2 separate regions of the Zea mays genome follow, and region 1 is linked to region 2. The links are chromatin contacts, called in public Hi-C maps. All regions are on one chromosome and are shown on one strand. The core of a region is the stretch at or near the end of the contact, and the rest is flanking DNA. Distances in the headings are between cores, read along the strand shown.

Region 1 (5,803 bases), core at 432-2,931, 210 kb before region 2:
GTGATGATATTGCTGGTGGAAACCTCAGAGCTATCTTTTGAACCGGCCATTGAGGGCCGATTTGATAGGTCTATATGTGTTGTCCCCAGCGGAGTCGCCAAAAAGTATGTTGACGCCTTTTCGGAGCGCCAAACACTCAACAAGAACCGCGGCGGTGCCCTCTGCACAGGGGCGGACGGTCCGCGCGCGGGGGCCGGACGGTCCGCGGCCTGGTGCGAGGCGCGGTGGTACTCTCTGCGCAGGGGCGGACTGTCCGCGGCCTAAGGCCGGACGGTCCGCGGCCTGGTGCGCGGCTAGGGCTTCTCTGCCTGACGGCCGGACGGTCCGCGCCCTGGGGCCGGACGGTCCGCGCGTACGCAGAGGCGGCGGAAGTCGCCGGCGGCGCCTGGATCTCGCTCCCGGGAGGGACCCCGTCGGGGAGGAGAGATCCTAGGTGGTGTCTAGGCTCGGGCCGGCCGACCTAGACTCCTCTAATCGACGTAGAGCCGAAGAGAGACGAAGAATTTGGGGATTGGATAGCTAAACCTAAACTAGACTAAAACTACTCCTAGGATAAAATGCGAAATAGAAGTTGTATTGATTCGATTGTTGATTATTACAAATCGGCCGTATACCTCTCTATTTATAGAGGAGGGGGGCTGGACCCTTTACAAACTAATTTCCGAGCTTATCCCATGATTTTAGCTAACAACCGTAGCACAAAACTCGGAACCCTAATCTGTTCTGCGCACGCGCGGACCGTCCGGCCCACAGGCGCGGACCGTCCGGACCGCGGACCGTCCGGCCTCAGGGCCGGACCGTCCGCGCTCAATTTTGGTTCGAACAGAGGGCTAGCGGTGCCCTAAATCAGGATAGCATTCCCAAAGGTTTGGTGGAGAGTGTAAATTTGGTGGAATTACCAAACCAAATACAGGACCACTCCACTCCAAATTGTACAAATCACGGAGTACCTTCCCACAGTTCCCCAGTCACTGGAATACTGGATGACAAACTGGAGTCTGGAGATGAAATAAGGGGCAGCGAAGCCACGGATTCAACCCACTCACCAGTACTTGACGGCCTTGCACTGCTTGCACCTGAACGTGGTCTGTTTGAAGCACACCGCACAGACCCCCTTTGCCCCGACCGGCGGCTGCGGCTGCGCGTCGAACTCCTCCTGCACCGGGCCTTGAGCCGCCGCCACGACCACCGGCGGCAGGCCCCACTCGGGCGCCTCGGGCACCTCCGCAGCGTGCACGACGCCCGGGAACAGCTCGGAGTAGTAGGCCAGCACGGACTCCCGCTCCGCCAGCTCGGACTCCTCGGCCGCCAGCCGCGCGAGGCGACGCACCTCCTCCCTCCGCGCCGCGGCCCGGCGCCAGTGGCTCCGCACCAACAGCACTATCGCCGGCACCAGGACGAGCGCCACCAGCGCTAGCACCAGGACCGCCGCAGAGGACGATTCCGCCTCCTCCTCCTCCATTGGGCCCCTGCAACTCCCCTCCTCCTCCTCCTCAGCCCGGTCCTCCTCCCCCTCCGCGCATAGATCTCGGCCCCTCCGCTCCTACTCGCCGGATCCGAGCCCCGATTCCCACCTCACCCGCGCAAATCCGCTGCAATTTAGACCCCCCCGAGGGCTCCAAATTTCCCCCCTCCCTCTCAGGTTCGGATCTCTCTGGTCTGGTCTTTGGAAATGACGGAGAGGCAGGCTAGGCTGCGGCGGCAACGAAGGCACCAAGAGACGGCGGCAGTGGTATCCGTTTCCGGTCTGCGCACAGCGTACGCACCCCGAATAATTAGACAGCTTGTGGAGGGGGCGAGGTGCAAAAGGTGCCTGACGACGGGACAGGCGGGCACCGGGCAGGAAGCTGGGACAAGTAACGGATAGCTCACGCTGTACCGGCGGGGCAACGCAACAGCGCGGTACGAGGCAGGCACAGACAAGAAAGGAATGGGTTCCTAGAGCCCAGAGGACGGTACCGTGGGTTCGGGTTCTCCGTCCGTGCGGACGCGCGTGCCTGACCGTCCGATGGCCTCATCCACTGGGTCCTGCCCGTTGATCGGCTGTGCGGCGTGCGGAGGGCTTTCCGCGGGAGAGAAATGCGGGAAACTGTGATAGTACCCGCCATTATTCCGGAGGATCCCACGGTCTAACGAGTAGACTCCATGCGAGCTCGTGTCGTGATCGAATTGTTTCCTGTTTGATCTGAGTTCTGCTGGGAAAGAAAGCGTTGGCACTGATACATCAAATATTGCGTTTCAATGGTAAATGATTTGTTCCTTTATTTGCGTAGAGATACAAGCTAGGTTTTTTTTCTTTCGTGTGATTTAAATATTTATAGGAAGTACTTTGTAATTTTCATTTAGTGGAGTGCTACCTTGGTGAAGGCATTTTTTATGAGGAAACTTTGGTAGAACGAACTTTTCATGTGTCTTTTCTTGTGTCACGTAACTTAAGACGAATCTAGGGGGTGTTTGGTTAGAGGGACTAAAGATTAGTCTCTAGTTTTTAGTCCCTTTTAGTCCCTTTTTTGCCAAACACTAGGACTAAAATATGGACTAAAATGATTTAGTCTTTAGTCCTTCACATAGGTGCTAAAAGAGACTAAAAGCTCATAATTATCATGTTGCCCTTACCTTTTTATAGATAACTAATATTATGAGTATATTCTAAGGGTATTTGAGTCTTTGGACAATGTATTTAATGACTTTAGAATCTATTTAGTCCCTAAAACCAAACATATAGGGACTAAAGTTTAGTCCTAGGACTAAAGTTTAGTCCTAGAACTAATTGAAACCAAACATGCCCCTAGTATTTTGTTGGAAGTCAATTCTTGCTAACATTCGGTTCTCATCCCATCGGATCGGATTAATTAACAAACCATCATGGCATCCCAATGCCAATGCGTGCCAAACAAAATTTGATCACCTTCCACTTATGCAATGATCGGCTGTAAAGGTGACGCAGGAAATTGCTAGAAATGAAACTTCTCTGAAAGCAATTAGCCACTGGTGACAAAACAAGCGTTGACACCACCTCTTCCCTGTTGTGTGATAGTAGTGTTTTTTTATCACCTTCCGATTAGGCAATGATCGGCTGTAAAGGTGACATAAGAAATTGCTAGAAAATAAAGTTCTCCAAAAGGAATTAGCGACTAATGACAAAGTGTTGACGCATCGGGTCCACTTTTTTATAAAAAAAAATAAGTATATATAGCGTATAGTGTATATATATATTAGTTAGTTGCTCATACTTTATATAACATAAACAGACATAAATTGCAGGGTTAGAGTCGCTCTTTGTTTCCATGGCTAGGGTTTGAATCCCCTACCCCTATTTTTTTACCAGTATTATCCGATTCTCATGACTCAGTGTCTTAAGTCTATCAATGTTGATCTGAATGCTAAGATTGTTGGTGGTCTTCTTCTCCACCGAAGGTCCTCAAGATAAAGACATCATCGGAAAAGTGATTTTGATGACTCTCTCTGACGAAGGTCCTCGAGACGAAGATCTTGTCTGGAAGCAACAACGGCGATTACCAAAGCTGCCACCGAAGGACGACAGCTTCGGCTTAGCCCAAGCCGAGGAGGAAAAGACTAGCTAGTTCCTAGCGATTTACGTTACAATTATAAACAAATGTTAAGGTTATAAATGTACTTTCACCCGGGCTACGTCTCGTGCCTATAAATAGGTGAACAGTACACACGTAATGTTCACGTTGAATTGTAATTGCTCTCGCATCTACACCTTCAAATAAGCCGAAGGTTGTTGGGGGCCTTCTCCTTCCGAAGGTCCTCAAAAACGTGACTAATATGTTTTCAGTGTAACATAGATTGTTACAGGAAGTTTCGGGTTTGGGATGAAGGCATGCGTAATATGGAGATGCAACCCGAAGGTTGAATAGACAGACGCTGAGGCTGTGACTGAAGGAGCTTCGACTTAATGACGAACGTGGAAGATGAAACCGACCTAAAGGGGAAAAGACTACTCAGCCCTCAATAGTTTGCATTATGATTAAGAGTAGATGTCAGGGACATGGATGTAATTTTGTTTGGGCTGCGTCCTGTGCCTATAAATAGATGAACAGTAACACCATATTGTTCACGCTGAATTGTAATCACTCTTGTGTCACTCTCGCATTTCACCTTCTAGCAAGCCGAAAGTATTAATGTAAAGTTTATATCGTTGGTATTTTTTCATATTTATAAAATGAGAATACAAATAATATAATAATTCATAGTGATTATTTGTATTTTTTGTGTTTTGTGTATATTTATTTATATTTGTTCACCGAAACGATGAAGGTAGGCCCTTCATGACCTTCCTCTGAAGATCATTATATCCCAAAGGTGATAATGCTTCGAAGGACGAAGGTCTTTAATCATTAACAATTGTGTTGTCTTGTTCTTGATTTGTAGCATTTGATAACAAGTGACCAACAAAAGGTATTAATGTAATATAAATTTAGTTAATGTTCATGCACGTATTATGAAATACATATGTGTTAGAACCAATAGATTATATTCATTGTCTTTATATAGATATTTATCCTCATAAATCATTAAGGCACGTCCTTCATGACCTTCGTCTGAAGACTATTATATCCAAAAGGAGATAATACTTCGGAGAAAGAAGGTCTTTAATCCTTAACAATTTTGTTGCCTTGTTCTTGATTCACAGCTTTTGAGAATAAGTAACTAACATTGGCGCCCACCTCCGGTGAACTCACTTTCTCGACCACGACAATGGCTTCACAAGGTGACCAAGTTATGGCACCTTCGTCTATGAAGCTGGTGCTCCCAATCACAGGAGGCTCAAGTTCTGAACCAGCCAATAAGAAGCAGAAGAAGGAATCACAGAGAAGGGTACAACATGTTGGAGTGCAGGGACCCTTAATCAAGTCCAAGTGGTCTTATATATCAATCACCTTCTTCTAGGAAGACCTTCAGTTCAAAGACTACCCTCAAAATGATTGTTGGGGGCCTGCTTCATCGCCGAAGGTCCTCTAAGCAAAAACACCTTCGACAAATTGGCACATAAGCAGACAGACCACGAAGGTACAGCCCGAAGCTACAATCCAGGGAGCTTCGGCATATTGACATGCCTTGAGACGAAGGGCTGCACCAACTTAAAGAGGAAAATGCATTTATGTCATGTTTATAGTTATTTATCGAGGGCATGAATGTAATTTCGACCGGGTTGCGTCCCGTGCCTATAAATAGATGAACAGTAACTCCGAACTGTTCACGCTGACTTGTATCCATTCGCACGTCACACTTGAATTTTCGCCTTCTATCAAGTTGAAGGTATAAATGTAATTCAATATTGTTCATATTCATTGATAATACTATAATAAAGATATATAAATGATATCGTATGATTATTCATGATACTTCTCATGTTTCATATGCTTCGACTTCCATTATTATGCACTGCGATGATGAAGGTATGTCCTTCATAACCTTCGTCTGAAGATCATTATATCCTAAGGAAAATAATGCTTCGAAGGACGAAGGACTTTGACCACTAATGTTTTGTATTGCCTTGTTCTTGACTCATAGCATTTGAAAACAAGTCCCCAACATTGGCGCCCACCTCCGGTGAACTCACTTCCACTATTGAGCTGATGGCTTCGTTCAACAACCAAGTCGTGGCACCTTCGGCTACGAAGCTGGTGCTCCCAATCACGAGTGGTTCAAGTTCAGAGCCAGCTAACAAGAAGCAGAAGAAGGAAGCACAATGATGTGCACCCGTTGGGTGAATGCCCGATCTTTCGATGAGAGGGTGTGGAATAACTCGATTGGTGGAGGAGACGACGTTCAC
Region 2 (5,766 bases), core at 1,076-3,575:
ATACTAGTTCATAGTTAACCATAAAACTTAGAGTGTGCAGGTAGTAAATGGAACTAATTTATTTAAATAGAGAATATTCCTATGAATATTTTGCAATTTGAATCACTAAATTTGGAGTTCATATGCAAAAGATATGAAATAAACAAGTTTGGGAATTTAAAATATGAAAATAGGTCTAATTCTGTAATTATTTAAACGCCCAGGGTTCAATCTACAAGATTACAGGGTCCTGCGCGCGAAAACCAGGGACGGCGGGTTGATTCCCAACAAACCGAGGGTTTCTTACGCAAAATAACCACGTGAAGGGGTACGGGATCCACTCAACCGTCAGATCTAAAACCAACAGCCGAGATTAGATCGGCGGGCGAGGGCGCGCGCGGGGGCGAGCGAGCGCTGACAGGCGGGCCGGCGGTGTCAGCGACCGAGAAGGGGGTGGACTAACCAGTTGGGCCCTGCGCCAGGAGGCACAGGTGCTGACAGGCGGGTCGGCACACGGGGCACGAAGCGATATCCCGTGATCTAGGCCGTGCGATAGAGATCGGACGAGGGAGATCAAAGCCGAAAAGGGGTTAGCAGCTGCGGCGGTGCCGCTCCTTCTCGTGGCGGTGAGGTCGTCGGAGTTGGGGCGGGTGCGAACTATGGTGGCTCTGGGGTCGCCGGAGCTGGCCAAAAACGAAGGGGAAGGCACGGTGAACTCACTGGTAGGGTTGTGGTCGCGAGACCGGGGTCAGAGAGGAGAGAACGGCTGAGGGAGGACTCCGGGTGGGTCGGGGTAACTCCGGTGAGGGATTTCGGCCACAGGGAGGGGTCTGAGGCGCGCTAAGGCCTGGACTATCTTCAGTAGGGCGAGGGGAACGCCAGGGGCCGGCGCGGGGGGCACTGGATTGGGCCAATTTGGCCGGCCACCGCGCGGGTGCGGCAGACCGCCACGACCGACTTCCGGAGAAGCCAAAATTGACCAACAACGTAGCACAATTGGGAAAACCGAGCATGGGAGAGGGTGTCTCACCTTGGGGTGGAGCTCGGGGTGGCTTGACGCGGCTTCCGGCGGACTGGACGACTGGCACGGCGAGTGCGGGTCTTCGGCGAGGTCCAACGCCGTGGACAGAGCGTGAGAGAGGGCAAGGCTGTGCGAAATGGGACGGGGGAGCGAGGGCGGGCGCGGGCGGTGCTCACAATGGAGCTAGGGTGCGTGGGCGGGCGACGTGGCCGGGGATCTCGGTGTGCGTGCGCGAGTGCGCCCGTGCTAGTCCACGGTGGGTGCGGGGAAGGCGGAGTTGACAGGGTGGTCCCACGGCGCAGCGAGAGAGAGAGCGGGCACGCGGGGGTAACGGTTTGGCGCACTGACGATGCGGACCCGCGAGGCAGAGGGGGAGAGGGGCGCGCGGGCGAAGGCAACTGGCGCCGACAGCCCGGCCCCACTGGGCAGAGAGAGGGAGAGAGAGCGTGCGGGGAAGGCAACCGCCGCTGACAAGTGGAACCCACCTGTCAGGCGGCGCGGGCGCATGGCCTGGCTGGGCCGAGCTGGGCCAGCTAGGCTGCTTTTGTAACACCCCAGGTGCGTAACAGCAATTATGGACGTAAGTAAGAAAGGCCGGGGTGCATAATGATTTCGATAGTATGTCTATTCCTGATTTCCGAGATTATTCAAAAAATCTCATTTATTCCGAGATTATTCAAAAAATCTCATTTAGCCTGGAATGCAATCATCGCGCATGATGACAAGTTCTACGCTTGTTTAAAATTGCTCGGTTAAGTAAATGCAATCTGGAAAGCGCCTGATCTGATAATTTTGACTGCGTGTTTTATCCAAGAAATTGTGCGCAAGGTTAATAATTCAGATTGTTTCTTCGGCACGTTATTTTGGGCAATGAAATTGAGTGTACATTAGCAGATCTGGTTTCGGCTAATTTCGGTCGAATCACGCAGAGCAGATTATCGAAGTCGAAATCGGTTTTATTTGAGCTGTCGTTTCTCGCTCGGATCCAAATCTTCGGATATAAGCAATTGGTACATAATTTGGTTCGCTAAATCCGGAAAATGAAATGTGTATTCGTGTAACGTGTCGACCCAGTATACATTGCTAAAAAATCGTGATTCAAAATATCTGCGATTCTCTGTAAAAAAAAGGAAACTATAAAAATGAAAAAGATCTCCAGCAGCTGCCTCTCTCCATCTGATCTTTTCAGCCGTTGATCTTTATCTCCCTCACGCACGTCTCTCTATCCCTCTGATTTTTCTTCAGCCGCCACTGCTCTCTCGTCTCTATCCTTCAGCCGCCACTGCTCTCTCGTCTCTATCCTTCAGCCACAACTGGGATTTTTTTGCCATCTTCCTGCCGAGCTCCCTGCGCGTGCTGCCGCAAGACCCTCTGCCCGGCCACCGTCGAGCTCCCTGGCTCGCCTGGCCGCGCCCCTGCTTCCCCTCCCTAGCCGTGCGTCTTCCCTGCTCGCCGAGCTTGGTTTGCGCCCAACTTCCAGCGCCGCAGTCGTCCTCTCTGCTCTCCACGCGCGGAGCTCTCCCCCCAGCTCCTCCCTGCCGCGTTCCTGCTCGGCGCCCATCTCCATGTGCTCTGTGCGCGCGCGCCCATATCCCCTGCTCCTCCGGCGTCGCGGCTTCCCAGCTTCTGCCAGCCGGCCGAGCTCTCTCGCCAAGACCCCATCCGAAGCTCCCTGGCTTGACTCTGCCCAGTTCGTGCCCTGCTCGCCTCTGCGTCGCGCGCTCTCCCTGCTATCTCCCATGGCGCTCTCTCCCCGCTCGGCCTCCGGCTCCGGCACTGTGCCGAGCTCCCTGGCCATCGCGCCCATGTCGGCCAGAGCTTGCTCGGCCGCGGTCTCGTCCCGGCTCCCTGCTGCGCTTGTCCTGGCAGCCGCGCCCAGCCGAAGCCCCTTTCCTGCGAGCTCCTCCCTGCTAGCCGCAAGCTACCGAGCTCCTATCTCCCGTGCGCGCGCCCCTGGCCGCATCGCTGGCCCTCGGACCCGGCCATCGTTTGCCGCTTAACCACTGGCGAATTAATTTTTAGCTCCTCTCGCGCAGCTCTCTAGAGCTAAGCTCCTCACCGGCTGTCGCTCCCAATCTTCAGCTCACCGACTGACCGTCGTGTTCCTTGTTTTGCCTCGTCGGCCGACCTCGCCGCGACTAAGTTCGTCCATCGTGCTATGTGCCTCGGTCTCTGGTCGAGGGACATCGGTGCCCTCTGCCCCTTGCTCACCTCCCTGGTCATGCTCGCCGGGACATTATTCTCTAGCCAACTGTCGCTGTGAGCTCTCCTAGACATCTCACCTCCCCGTCGCATCATGCGCTATTCCCCAGCAACGTGTGTACGCCAAGTCCGTGTAGCCCGTTGCCACACCTTGTAGCTGCTTCCACGACGTTATCGTGGGGACTTCTTTACGTCACGAGTGCTTCTGCTCATCGCGTTAAACCAATCTGTTTCCATTATGTCGTCATCAAACCGTGAAGATGCTCTTGTGCTGGCCACGCACCACCAGCTCGACAAAATGCATCCCCTGAGTATCTAGTAAAAAACGAGATTATGTGCATCGCTCGTCAGGTGTGTGCGGTCAAAGACGTCAAGCGAAAACCATTGTCGTTCTTCCGACTATCGTGTCAGATCGGTCATGGTAAGATGATCTATTATTCCTGCTAGCTAAATTGTTGAATGTGGTGATTTTCTTGATTTAGCATATGTGTGTTGAAATCAAGATTTTAGATGTGATTCATATGAAAGGTAAGGGTAGACACATCTAAATTATGTGACCAAATTAATAATAAAAAATTATAGGACTAGTGTTTCTAAGGTCTGGCAGATAGATGTTGATTAAATTGCTTTGGATTTATTTCGTCGATGCTTGAAGTAGATCTTAAGTAAAATCCGAGAATTTCATAATGGCCAGTGTACATAAGTACTCTCGATATTTAAGTTGTTGAGAATGTAGTTTTATCAAACGCTATATTATTTGATAATGTTTTATCCGTTAGAGCGAATAGTGTAATGTCCTATTTAATTAGTATGTAATTCAAATTAATCTAAAAACCTGATTTAAAAGGTTAGTTAAATTATTCCTGCATGTACTATAACTCAGGGTGTCCAATAATAGGAGTTTGAATATTGTTAGTCTTTCGGTGTTATGCGCTATCTAAGGAAAATATAGGACTCGTACAAGGTTTAGGGTTTCTTGATGTATGAGCTACCTCCGACTAGACTGGAATAGCGTAATTATTATAATTAGTCCTATACCGTTAGCTAGTATTTGCTTAATGCTTTATTATAAGTCTTTCATCCTCTTTGGTGTAGATTATTTGTCTTATGCTATTCCTATGTACATTCATACATGTGCATCATGCATCTCATTAGGTACGGTAGTTGATCACGTGATGCGGAAGACAAGAACTGAGTCGACCCCAAGATGACGTAACTAGTGGACTACTCCGCATAGTGAAGCTGATGGACGAACCTGAAGATGGATAATCTGAACGAGTGCCAACACAAAAAACTAGTCGCCAAGTGATCGACGTCTAACAAACACAAACCTAGTGTTATCCAGGCAAGCCCCGGTGCATTTGCCACCTCCTTGCTGTTTTAAAATCTTTTATCACTTTGTTTGATGCATTAGGTGATATGAGTTGTGTGCTAAACAATTGATGCATTTCCTTCCATAGAAAATTGATTACCCTTCCTTGATACCCTTTTATGAAAAGGATTTTTATGATGCTTAGCCTTGCTTTAGAAAAACAAAATATTTTTTTAAACAAAAAGTGATGCTTCACAGTGGATGGGAATGTTTTCAAAAATAAAAGTTGATGGTGGATCCATCATGGCCGTGATGGGTTCAACATCGGAAAAGATGTACCTCTGTCAGGTACCAAACTTTGGGTTGAAAATAATAAAGCTGAGACCGGGCGGTTGACTTGCACGAGAAGGGAGTCTCAGTGTAGTGTCTCCGTCTGAGTCGATTAAGGACCGTGCCGATGTAGGCCTGATGATCGAGGACCTTTTAACTGGTCACATGCCTCATCATGGGTAAGCTTTGCCTCGGGTAGACTAATATCAGAAAGGCCAACCCGCAATGGGAGTGGAGAGATGGCAAGAGTAGCGTGTACCCTCCGTGGCATGAGGCTAGACGGTGGTGTATCTGTGCTCTCGGTTGGCGTGAACCCGGTCCGGTCTTAAGAAACCCGGTGACGAGTTGACATATGCAAGGGTTAAGTGCTACATATGTCGTGTGATTAGAGATCCCCAGCTGGGTATTAATCGATTTGGATCGCCGTTACTTCTCGGATATGAGGACTTGGTCACTGACTTACACGTAGCAATCCAGTGAACTGATGGGAAGATAAAAAGACGGCTAGTATAGGCCAAGTGATTGAACTAGGGTAGAAAGAACTCTAGATGCCGGTAACTTTACTTACCTGACAAGTAAAAATGAATTTTTAAGGATCCACTCATAGTAAGTTTTTCTGCAAATAGAGTCTTTGATTCTTGATAAGCCATACCTTGAATCCTTCTAAAACCAGCATACCCTTGAGAGTCTTTTCTTTAGTCGGGTAAGTGTCTTGCTGAGTACTTGCGTACTTAGGGTTTTATTCCCATTGTTGCTGCAGGTTACGAGTCACTTTGATTGTGATTGGTGTTAAGCGCCGGTGGGCACGACCTTCTTATAAGTCTAAGTAACTCTTCTATACTTCTTATTGAGGATGGTCACTTAAGCTAGCATATATTTCAAAACTATAAATAATTTATAACAGTTCAAAGTTATTGCTTTG

What was found. Hi-C and Micro-C count contacts between places; a contact is called where the count stands out from the background.
Region 1: a contact with region 2 is called in a Hi-C map of ear, with 5 times the contacts expected there. The contact joins the promoter of LOC100277781 here to the promoter of LOC100192508 in region 2. A contact is called at or near these places in 2 of 25 Hi-C or Micro-C datasets (ear and endosperm).

Annotation. Positions count from the first base shown.
Region 1 is chr4:92,842,840-92,848,642 of Zm-B73-REFERENCE-NAM-5.0, reverse strand. LOC100277781 reads right to left here and starts at 1,681. Exons shown (of 11, transcript NM_001349958.1): 1 at 1,047-1,681. The coding sequence starts at 1,462.
Region 2 is chr4:92,631,506-92,637,271 of Zm-B73-REFERENCE-NAM-5.0, reverse strand. LOC100192508 reads left to right here and starts at 2,325. Exons shown (of 1, transcript NM_001137728.1): 1 at 2,325-4,717. The coding sequence starts at 2,566. The coding sequence ends at 3,000.